Linked DNA regions of Mus musculus: region 1 is linked to region 2. A link is a contact called in public promoter capture Hi-C data. All regions are on one chromosome and are shown on one strand. The core of a region is the stretch at or near the end of the contact, and the rest is flanking DNA. Distances in the headings are between cores, read along the strand shown.

The links. Capture Hi-C pulls out chosen DNA fragments and counts their contacts.
Region 1: a contact with region 2 is called in a promoter capture Hi-C map of liver. The contact joins the promoter of Rnase1 here to the promoter of Pip4p1 in region 2. A contact is called at or near these places in 1 of 484 Hi-C or Micro-C datasets (erythroblasts) and 2 of 9 other capture datasets (liver and pancreatic islet).

The regions. Positions count from the first base shown.
Region 1 is chr14:51,142,620-51,148,389 of GRCm38.p6, forward strand. Rnase1 (ribonuclease, RNase A family, 1 (pancreatic)) reads right to left here and starts at 4,148. Exons shown (of 2, transcript NM_011271.3): 1 at 4,097-4,148; 2 at 2,383-3,300. The coding sequence starts at 3,276. The coding sequence ends at 2,827.
Region 2 is chr14:50,927,540-50,933,578 of GRCm38.p6, forward strand. Pip4p1 (phosphatidylinositol-4,5-bisphosphate 4-phosphatase 1) reads right to left here and starts at 3,310. Exons shown (of 7, transcript NM_001033271.5): 1 at 3,074-3,310; 2 at 2,595-2,785; 3 at 2,045-2,151; 4 at 1,663-1,768; 5 at 1,467-1,519; 6 at 1,282-1,372; 7 at 1-498. The coding sequence starts at 3,236. The coding sequence ends at 355.

The sequences.
Region 1 (5,770 bases), core at 2,898-5,397, 220 kb after region 2:
GGCATAGTCTATGGTGCAAGGAAAACATGACAGCAAGTTCCTGAGGTAACGTGGAGTCTGCAGTCAGAAAGCAGAGTGAAGAATGCTGGCACTCCATTGGTTGGCTCCTCTCTGTTTAGCCTGTAGGGTTACTCACATTCAGTGGGACTCTTCTATCTCACTTAACCCAGTCTAGAAACACACCCAGAGGCTTCTCAGTTGATTCTACATCTTGCCAAGCTGATAATAAATATCGTCTGTCACTGCCTTGTTTGATTTCTTGGTTTATTATTATTGTTATTATTGTTACTATTTTGACAACAGTGATCTTTCCTACTGAGATAATATGAGGGTTTTTTTTTTCTCCTAGAGATTATATGAAGACAAAAGAAAACATGATTAGAGTATATTTTAGGGAAAACCCCCTCATTTTTCAATTAAAAAATTAGAGAAAATAAAATGAGCCTTTTAGGTGAAACATTATTTTTTTTCTATCCGGTCTTTTGCCATGAGACAGTTTAAGGATTCACTGGACTCATCTTCTGTTTACCCATCTGATGTTGGGACGTGAAGGAATAGTTACCACATACAGTCTGTTGAACTCAGTTTCTGGTGTTAAAGAGAGTTTAGCAACACAGTATTAAACCTCTGGGAAGATCACAGGTGAAGTGGACATTTCTGGTTTCTTTGGAGACACAGTTGTATCGTGTGATGTTTTTCTGGAAACTGTCATATGAGAGAATGTTTTACTAAGGCAGGCAGGGTGTTTTGCTGAAAACAGACATGTGGTGTTTTTCTGGGAGCTGCCTGGAAAGGGGGCATGTGATGTTTCACTGGAACAGATGTCTGAGAGGACTCGTGATGTTTGGCACGAGTATAAATATAACCCAACAAACAATGGAAGGCAGTGTGGCATTGGCTCACTTTACCACTCTTTGCTGGTCTTCTGTGGCTTCTTGCCACTTCTGCAGACTCAGGCCAAAATTGGCAGAGCCTCAAAGTTTCTTCTGTGTCAAACTGCTATTACTGATCCATAAATGGTGTTTGCCAATAGACCGAACTACTGATAGTGATTCATGCAAAATGAACTGCTGATATCCTGACAGTGAAGATTGAAATTCCCCAAAGAACTATTTTTAGACAGGTCCACATCCCCCTTTGCCTTATTAACCTTTCCTTTCCACTACCTCTGATGGGTGGTGGGCTAGAAGAGAAGATAAAGCTTTTATGAACCCTTATTAAAGTGGTTTTGAAAAAACCTAAGCCTACACACAGGTTATCTTTTAGTTCTTCAGAAGTCTTGGAGACAGAAACACTTTCTTAGACATAGCAGAATGTCACAAGCAGTAGAGAGAAACAGGCACAATTAAACACCCTTTGATGCCAAGACTGGTCCTATATTACAGAAAACATGGGCACTCAGGTTAACGATGCTCAGGAAACAGCTGGAGTCCTGAGCTTCTGTTTAGTTATGAAGACAGCCATGGTTAGAAATAGCATGTGAACCTAAAACTGTTCTGCGAGATAAAGCCTGTCTCTGTTATCTGTACTTACATGCCTGGATGAGTTTATGTGCACCACATATGTGCAAATGCCCAGAGGCCAGAAAAGCCTCAGAACCTTTGGAAATGGAGTTACAGGTGACTGTGAGCTGTCATGTGGGTACTGACAACAAATCTGGGGCCTCTGAGAAAGCAGTCAGTGCATTTAGACACTGACCTACCTACTTGGAAGAAGTTCTTTCCCACCAAAAATAGCTGGGGCACAGTGGCACACACCTAAGAGCCCAGTACTTGAGAGGTTGGGGAAGCAGAAGCAAGAGTTCAAGGCCAACACTGGTTACATACTAAGCTTCAGGACACTCTGTGCTACTCAAATTGTTAAAGGAAAACCCCAATATACCTAAAACTATTGACTAATCTGCAGAGGAACTCTACAGTTTGTTCCAGGAGTGCTGGTGGCTGGTTCTTATAGAAACATACCTCCACTCTACACCTTCCATGGAGAACCGCGCCTTGAATCCTGGATCATCCGTAGGCAAGGCTGTGCATGTGACTGTTTCCCAAAAGCATCATCGAAATTGGATTTCCACTGTGGTTGTTAAAACTGAAGCCTCCCCACCCCCTACCCTCCACATTCCTATTTGTTCCATGAGGTCTGAGTCAAGGTAAGGAGGCAGGAGAGTAGGAAGCAGCCCCTGGAAGGCAAGACTGGATGCTGCTTTTCACTTACAATGAGAAAGAAAGTACAAAGTGAAACATGGATGGAAGAAGATAGCTGAAAGGCAGAGGCAAAGGTAACCATCTTCTACTCTCTTAATGGAAGAACTCTCTTCAGTAGATGTGACTGATCTGTATTGGTATGAGGAGCAGATGGACTTGGGAGCTATGGCTACTGAGTGCTGAAATAGATGTTAGACTTTATTGTATATGCGAAGAATGAATGATCAGCAGAGAGGCAGAAAAGTCTAGTTTCAATAGTGTAGTTAAAGTAGTCAGGAGTGAGGAAATTCTGGACCAATGAATGAGGTGACTTGCCCATTGTCCTTACTCCACTTCGAACTGCCCTAAATGCACAATTTATGATGAACAGAATTTTATTTGGTTGTTTTCTAAAGTCAAGAAAGTCTAAGGTTGAAGGGACATGTTCTGGTGAGGGCCATCTTGCTTCATTTGTCTACAGCAAGAGAGGGATCTGGGAGCATGACACAGGACAGGAACGCATGTTTTGTCATATGGAAGTCCTAACATGACTTACTTCTTTCAGAGAAAGAATGGTAGACAGAGGGGAGACAGGTGATGAGGTTGGGAGACATAGACATCTCACTGGTTTGGCCTATGTGGAGCCCTACACAGTAGCATCAAAGTGGACTGGTACGTAGGGGTTCCCTTCACAGGCCACAATGATGTGCTTCTGGTATTGAGTGGTCTTGTAGTCACAGTTGGGATACTTGGAGTTGCCCTTCAGGTGGCAGTCAGTGATGTGCAGGGCAGAGCTGCTCTTGTAGCAGTTGCTCTTCCTGTTCTTGCAGGTGACATTTTCCTGGGAGCAGACAGCCTGGACATCTGCCAAGGGCTCATGCACGAAGGTGTTCACGGGCTTGCATGACCCATTTGTCATATCCCGGCGTTTCATCATTTGGTTGCAGTAGGTGGGGCTGTTGATGGAGGAACCATCTGGATCCATGTGCTGCCGCTGAAACTTCTGTGCTGCAGATTCCCTGCCCAGGGAAGGCTGGACCCATCCAAGCAGCAGGACAAACAATGGAAACAGAATGAGGGACTTCTCCAGACCCATGGTGGCTTGGCTGCTCGGAAAAGCCTGAAAGGAAAGGAAGAGAAAAAAAGGACAAATGCTCAGAAGAGCTGCAGCACCCACCTCTGTCTCCACAGAAGACTCTCCCACCTCAGCTTCCTTACACATTAACACCCCCAGCCTCCCCAGCACAATCTCCCCAGACTCCCCAGCACTCCCTCCACCACTACCCTAGTCCCTGCAGCCACCAGCATACGCCCCAATCTCAAGACTGTCCCATTCTTTAGGTGAGCCAGAAAGATTTCCCTCTGCTGAGAGATCCTGCAAGTGAGACAGTTTTTCTTCATTACCTACTGAAGAGAAGCCATTCTTTTCTCTAGGTGGTGGGCTGTGTCTCCTAAACTCTTGGCAAAATGCTCAATAGGGTTGGGTTTTTTTTTTTTTCTCATATAAAATACATTTGAAAACTAGAGCACATTTGTAAATAGTGTCCAAATACCTCGTCAGAAGGTCATTTGGAAGACGCCTTAAGCTAAGTTGTATTTCTGGGTCTTTACTGACATCCAGGACTGTGGCTGTAGTCTCATTATCTTATGACATAGGGGAACTTGGTCTAGTGCCTGACTCTGGCAGTATACAGGGTTTGGGTTTTAGTCTAAAGACACGTGCTCCCTTCCCCAGCTTGGGAGCTCCATCCTCCCCGACCCACTCGTTCTTTATATCTGACTGTGCCATGCCTCCACCCCTGCCTCCAGCTGTTTGCTGGGCTCAGCTTTTCTGGAGTTGGTGTCAGTCAAGAGTGCCTGGCCTGGACTCTCTCAGTTCTAACTCTCAAGCAGAAATAGTTACTGAGGCCACTTACCTAAAATTTTAGTTTGAACTCCAAGACGAATTGGAAGTCAGTTTCTTCAGTCACACAGTCTCTGTGGTGTGGAGTTTAAAAGGATTCCAAGGGGTTGGCTTCTAAGAAAAAATGGGCGGAGTAAATCTGGGTCAATCTTATCTGAATAATAAAAACAAGGGCATTGAAACCTTGGAAAGGAAATCCCCAGAAGGCTGCCAGGAAAGAGAAAACACCTTTTGTGCCTCCTGTGCTGATTCCCAAGGGGCAGCAGAGCTAGCCACAGGGACAATGGCACATACACTTCACAGTCTTTCACAAAGCCTTGTAATTTATGAGCATGCTGTTTGCATCATATACAACCTGGAGGTTAACAAAGGACACACAGAGATCCTGGGAATCATGGAAGAGGGAAGCCCTCCTTCTCTATTTGAATCAAATTGATGGTAGTCAGAATTCCAGATCTCCCAGCCGTGCTTCTCTTGGGGAGAAAATAAGAGGCCGTCCTGTCTGCAGCTTGAAGGGTTCCCTACTAGTGGAGTTGGTAGGGTGAAAGTCTGGGTTGTGGCAGACTTGCCAAGCCAAACTCAGCCACTCATCCTCAATAGACCAATTATCGACAAATAATATCAAAAAAGTGGAAAAATACAGTGCATTCAATGTGGCTAATTGGGAAAGGGAGTAAAGAGAGTCCAGTGAAGGGGCTGGAGAGATGGCTCAGTAGTTAAGAGCACAGACTACTCTTCCAGAGGTCCCGAGTTCAATTCCCAGCAACCTCATGGTGGCTTCTGGTGTGTGTCTAAGGACAGTGACAGTGTACTCATATACATAAAATAAATAAATAAATCTGAAAAAGAAAAAAATTAAAAAAAAAAAAAGCTGGGCAGTGGTGTCTCATGCCTTTAATCCCAACACTTGGGGGGCAGAGGCAGGTGTCCAAGAGTCCTGTGAAGGGTCCTGACATGAGCTTTAGGCTTAAGTGGATGACAAAAGGCATTTATTATATAAATAATCAATCAGGATCAAAGTTTGGCCCCACCCATCACTGACTCATCCCTGGCTTGACTCCAGTCTGTCCTACAAGGTGGTCAGACAAGTTGTCAGACTGGTATGAAAGCTCTTTCTAAGACACAATTCCCTCTCTGACTAGCACAAGGCCCCTCACAGTCTTTCTTTCCCTAGCATGAGACTCCTGGGGAAATTCTTCTTGTTGTTCGCGGTTGTTTCTTTTCAACAGGTTCAGCCTTCAGTTAAGCATGTTAACAAAAGAGGCTTATCCAAGAGGACGAAAGCCCATGTCATCATCCATCATCCGACTCCCAGTTTCTTCCTTCTTTGCTTCCACTTTCTTCTCTGAAGTGGCAGCAGTGGTGGAGGGGGCAGGAACAGCCTACCAGTCCCTACATTGCAGATGAAACTTCATGTTGACCTTGGCCAGGGCCTTTGCAAACAAGCCAGACCAGAACGGTTCAACTAGCTGCTTTAATAAGGGGGGCTGTTGATCTTATCCTGTGACTGTCACCTCATCACCAGGCAGGATGAGAGAGAGCAGATGCAGGAGAGCTCAGAGAGTCCTGTGACTATGAGGACTGCCAGTGTGGTACTAGTCTCTGTGTGAAGTGAGGGCCTCATCCAAAGGCATCTTAGCTTCCTTGAAGTCTAGCATGTTGGCGGCAGCTGTGGGATGCCTCAGGA
Region 2 (6,039 bases), core at 2,060-4,559:
GGGGAACACCCCCTCCCATCTCCCACCCCAACCCTGCCCTGGAATGTATTAAGGGACAGGAATGGTTCTCGGGAGCACGTACAGGAAGGGCATGGCTAGAACCATCTTTAGGATCCAGGCTTAGGGGCAATGTTGCCTATTTACCCTAAACAGCAACCCCTGGAAGAGAGCAGCCAGCCAGCAATGGTCTTACCTACCCTTCCAAACATAAGGAAGGAAGGGACTGCTTCCTTCCTACCTCTCCCCAGGGAAAAGGGAGGCAGCTGTTTGGCTTCCTTGTAGAAGTCCAGAGAGCCTTTTGTAGTGTTACTGTTGGTACCAGGCAGCGGTCAGGCACAGACTGCATCAAGGGGCTCAGGAGAAGTTCTGGACAGGATGGCTGACCTTCATACAAGCCCAATAAAGGGCCCGACCCAAACATAGAACAGCCAACAAAATGACAAATGCCCAGGCTGCGTAGATCCCTCCATATTGCTGTGCATGCTTCCATGTACCAAACTGACAGATGAGGAAGAAGAAAAAGATGAGGTTACTTTTGGTATCTACTATTTCAAAGTCCTAGAAACAGTAATGCAATGCAAACTTCTGTCTCTGTACCCCAATCACTTGTAACACCTTCAGGGGTCTTTCCAAGATCAGGTGGTTTAGTGCTTCCTTCCCTTAAGCAGTAAAGTACTCTGCCATCCCAGGCATCTGCCAGCATTTCTCACATCTACTGAGTGAACCAGGATTGCTGATAACTCATTTCTTTCTCCAGAGTGGGGACACTGTTTAGCTTCTTAGTTTATTAGTGAATTTTAACTTTAGTTCACCTCTACCTAAAAGTATACTCCCCCTACATCCTATCACCAGACTCATTTTAGGTTTTTATTTTATAAGGCAAGGGTCTCATGTTGGTACCCTGCACAGCCTCAAATCCTATAGTCAATGGCCTTGAAATTCTATGCTCCTGCCTCTACCTCCTAGGTACTGGGACCACAGGCTTGCACCGCCATGCTCAGTTCTGCTCAGTTTGTGTGGTGCTGGATGATCGTGTTCATGCAAGCTAGGCCAATACTTTTACCAGCTAAGCCACATTTGCAGCTGGCAACAACCTACTCCCTCATTTTGTATTATAGATGGGGTCTTGCTATGTAGCCTGGGCTACCTTAGAACTGCCTGTATTCTTTGATTACAGGGACAGAACCCAACACCAGCTCTCTCACCATTCTTTAAGGTATCACCTTCTCAAATCTTAGCCTGTGATGAGGCTGGTAAGAGGTTTGCATTGAGGCTACTCACAGCAAGGCCAGTGGCAGTGACTGCCAAGAGTAAACCAAGCAAGAAGCAGCAAATACATCTCTTCCTAGGATATCGTCTCCCAATAGATGACCTGTGGGGAGCCAATAGAAACTGATATTTGGAATAGCCCTGTTGATTTTATGCCACCCACCACCCAGTCACCAGTACAATCCCTAACCACTTACACTTTTCTGCAGTGAGGGCATCGTGCCAAGGTTCGGTCTGTGAATTCTGTCCACTATGGAAAAAGAAGAACAGCCATAGAAAGAAGGCTCTCCTCCATGAGAACCCGAAAGCAGGGGGGAGGAGGAAATTCTTTTCAGGATTTACTACTATTCCTAGTACTTGCCTCCTCCAGGGTTTCCCAATATCCCTCCTCACCAGAAACGTGTTCTTGCAATGTCCACAGATGACCCTGACACCCATTGGCTGTGGCTCTGGACTCAGAGGTCCTGGATGCACAGGCCCTAGGTTGATGATTCTTTTGCTATACAGGGGGAAAAGTATGTTTTTAAAATTCTTAGTTCTATTTGGATCTGATGACACACTGCATCCCAGCACTTAGGAGGTGTAGGCAGGATGACTAGACATTCAAGGTGCTACTACACAGGCCTTCCTGCCTCCACTTCTCAGGTGCTGGGATTGAACACAGGCATGCACCACCTTGCCCAGCTCTAGATTTTTGTTTGTTTTTTTGTTTGTTTGTTTCCCTATTGCTTTACAACTTTCCTTACATATGGCCTTCTCTTCTTAGGTCTCTTACCAGTAGGGCCGAGGGCAGGCAATCCGCTGAGAAGTCACTTTGCAGATAAGGAGACAATTACAGGGGCATCGGACATACTTCTTTCCTGGAGGTGCATTCTTGATGGGCTAGAGAACAATGAATAAAGGAACAATGGGCATTTCAGCAGAGAAGCCCATTATCCCAGTCCTCTGCAAGGACATTACTGAGAAAGAGAATCAGACATTTGAGATATACAAATGTTGCCAGCAGAGTAGAGTGTGCCTGTGAGACTGGGGCAGGAAGATTGCAGAGTCTGATGGGAACCCGGGTCATTGTGAGATCGTCTCAGAAAAGCAGAGAACCCCAAAATACAAAAATCAAAAGCAACTGCAACAACTGCCAGTGAGAACTACACTTCAGGTCCAGGAAAGATCAAAAAGTGAGAGCTTGGTGAACGTTATTTTTAGTGAGTGGCTTCTAAAGAAATGGCTGCTGCAAGATGCAGGAACTGAAAGTTTCATGAACAGGGTGTTGAACCAGAAAGAGGATCCAGGAAACAAGGCCCATTCTGCAGATAGTTATAACTCACAGTGGCTTCGTTGCAGACACCACATTTGACTACATGCTGATGCATCTTGCCTTCCACGTTGATCGGAGACTGACAGACGCGACAGGTAATCATGGGGGCACTCCCACTATCCGGGCTAGTCAAGGGTGAGTAGGGGGGTGGGTCCTCTCCAGGCAACACGGCTGGATGTCCCTCAGGGAACGGGGGAAATGCTACGAAGAGGAAGCAGATAAACCCAAAATCATCATTCGAACACTTCCCACGGATGCTCCACGGACGTGGGGAACCCTCTGAGTAAGCTCGATCCGCTGCTCACAAAAAAAGCGCTCAGATCAGTTTCCTCAAAACCCGCTTTCAGGCCAGGCTTAGGCAGTGATTGCGGACCGAGGATGCCTCGCCCCGTGACAGGTGCCACGGGGCCACACCTGGCGCGGAAGCAGGCTCCGCCCCCTGACCCGATCCGCCCCTAGGCCTGCGTGCACCTCAGACCTCCGGCTTACCCTGGGGCGGGGCATGTTTACCGGCTCCGTACGGAGGTGCGGAGGGCGTCAGGCCTCCACCGGGCCCGGTCGCGCTCCCGCCCGGGCCCGCTAAGCCGTTGCCACCAGCGCCGCCATCGCCGGCCTCGGAGAGCAGCGGGGAGCGCTCTCCGTCTGCCGCCATGGCGACTCCCGCTCGGTCAGCGACCAGCTCCCGCCGCCGCTGCCACCGCCGCCGCCGCCGTCGCTACCGGGTCCCTAAGGCGCCTGCGCGCCGCGTTCGCCCGCAGCCAGTGCCGCCCCGCTCACGTGACAGGCTGGCCCCGCCCCTCTGCGCTGTCATTCGTGGACCTGAAACAGTTCCCGGTTTGTAAGGGAGCGTCCCTTCTCCATTGGAGAGAGACGTGTCACGTCACTGTCACATGGTCTTCCCGTAGCTGCTGAGTCCGTAAACACTGCACGTGACTCGAAGTTGTGCGAGCGATTGGAAGTGGGGCGGTCGCGCTACCTCCGGCCCAGGTGGGCGGCTGCCCCGCACGCGTCACGTGCGCAGCCTGTCGCGTGAGTCGCTCCTCATTGGGCCCAAGTCTCCCGTGGGACGTAACCCTATTGGCCCAAATTTAGCGCCAGAACGTGAGGGCGGCTGCCTTCTGGCTGGCAGGGCTGGTATCCTGGGCCGCGGGAACCGCCCTAAAACCTGGACAAGAATCGAAAAGCCACCGGGAGCTTGAGGGCTTAGCACGCTTGTCTGACTTGGCACAAGGCCCCCGAGTAGTGGTGATGTGGTTGCGTATGCCTGTAAATGCAACACTTGGGGAGATGAGTTAGGAAAGGGAATTCCAGGGTAGCGGAGAGAAACACTGAACTACACAAGGAGGATCAGAATACAAGAGGGCGGGGCACTGGGAAGATGCGTTAGCGGTTAAGGGAACTTTCTGCTCTTTCAAAGGAGCCTAGTTTGAGTCCTAGGGCCGATGCTACCTGTAACTCTACCTCCTGGAGATTGTGCACCCGGCAGCTACATACACGTGGCTTAAGTGCGTGGGCACACACACATATATATAAAATAAAAACGTCCAAAGTTAAAAAAACAGAAGGTCACAGTGTAGGGCTGTAATCCCAGACTATGGAAGATGGAGACAGGAGGATCAGACATTCGGGTTTGGCTAAGAGTTTGAGACCAGCCTGAGCTATATGAAGACTGTCTAAAAGCCTAGTGCGCATGCTGAGTCTGAGGCTGGCTAAAGCAAGAGGATCATGAGTTTGAGTCCGATTTGACTCACAAACGGAAATGAGAGACTGTTCCTGTAGGATGGTTATGGTGATGCTATCTGGTGAACTTAATGGTAACCATGCTGGAAGCCCTAGGTTCCCTTTCAGCGCCTAAAAAAGATAATAATAATAATTTTTTTTTAATTCTGAAAATGTGCTGTACTACCACTGCTACATCCACAGTCTTTAGTTTTGAGACAAGATCCTGGCTTGGAATTTGGTGATTCTTCGCAAACCTCCCGGGTAATTGAGAATACAGGCATTTGCCTCTAAGCATAGCTGTAAAATTATAATTAATTCTACAAGTGTCTCTACAAGGGTTAAGGTTGGAACCAACCTGAAAGCCCCTCTCAAAGCATGTGTGCAAGTGCTGTCTACGGAAGCTGCCATGGGAGAAAAGCAACTAAAACCCCCTACAAATCACAATGGCCAGCCCAGCAAGAGTGGGTTCAATAGTGTGGCACTTCATCTCAAGGGTAACCTGCTGGACTTTAGGCCTGGGATGGTGTGCTTCTGTCAACCTTGTCAACTACTGTGGCTGGTGACGTCATGGGCCCTAGGAGAAAACCCACTGCTGCTGCCCTCCTAAAACACTAAAATTCTGAACAGCATTCTAAATAAATACCTATATATATGTATCCACACGTCTGCCTGCTCCCCCCCCTCACACACACACACACTCTCTCTCTCTCTCAAATACACCATTAAAGAAGCAGCCTTTCCTCAGAGCAGATGGAGGCCACTACAGTGATCCACAACTGATCTAAATACCTCCATTGCTGAAATGAAAATTATCTTTTATTAGTGTCTCTCTCCACCGATGGAAGGGAAGTGCATCATTTTACTCAATTGATGTATACTGACCTGTCAGATATATACACATGTGTTTATTGATTCAGCTAGTGACTCAAATCCAAAGATAGTTTTGTCATATTTGGTAGATGAACGTCTTTAGACTTTGCTTAATTTTTGTCTTCAGCAAAGAAATTGTAAATGGAGGCTTTTTTGTTTTGGTTTGATTTTTTTTTTTTTTAAATAGGGTCTCATCCTTGAACTAGGCTGGTCTTAAATTCTTGGCAAGTCCCACCTCTCCTCAAAGGCCTGAGACACCATGCCTGATTCTAGGTTCTGATAGTTTTAGACACAGGTTTTTTTTTTTTTTCAGATTAGTTTCTACCATCAGACTTGTCTTCAACAACCCCAACACTCCCCAGCACATACTTAAAAAATGAGTCACAGCTCTGCAGACAACAGGCCAGTTTGCTGTTCTTGCTGATTTCTGCTATAGACTCTCAATTAGGTTAGGTTTCGCTATTTGGGCCCTTGCTATATATAGCCCCCCAAATCTATCCTTTTGTGATACGATACCTCCATCTTCACTAAAGTTGTGTTTTATGATAACTTATATCCGGTTCTAGCTATACAAAAAAAGTTAAAAGTAGAACTGGGGACATATTTCAGTGGTGAAGCACTTGCCTAGCACACATTATGCCCGGGATTTCAATCCTAGTATGCATTCCTGCCACCAAAACAATGTAGGGAGGAAAGAACCCATTTTATACTCTGAAGGGTCAAAGTAGAATAAATGAGTTTGTGTGTGTGTGAGAGAGAGAGAGAATAAATGGTTTATGTATTTATCTACTGTTCATTCATTTATTCATTTGTCATTTGGCCTCTAGGTGATGTTTTTGTTACAGATCAAATACAGGGTGTAG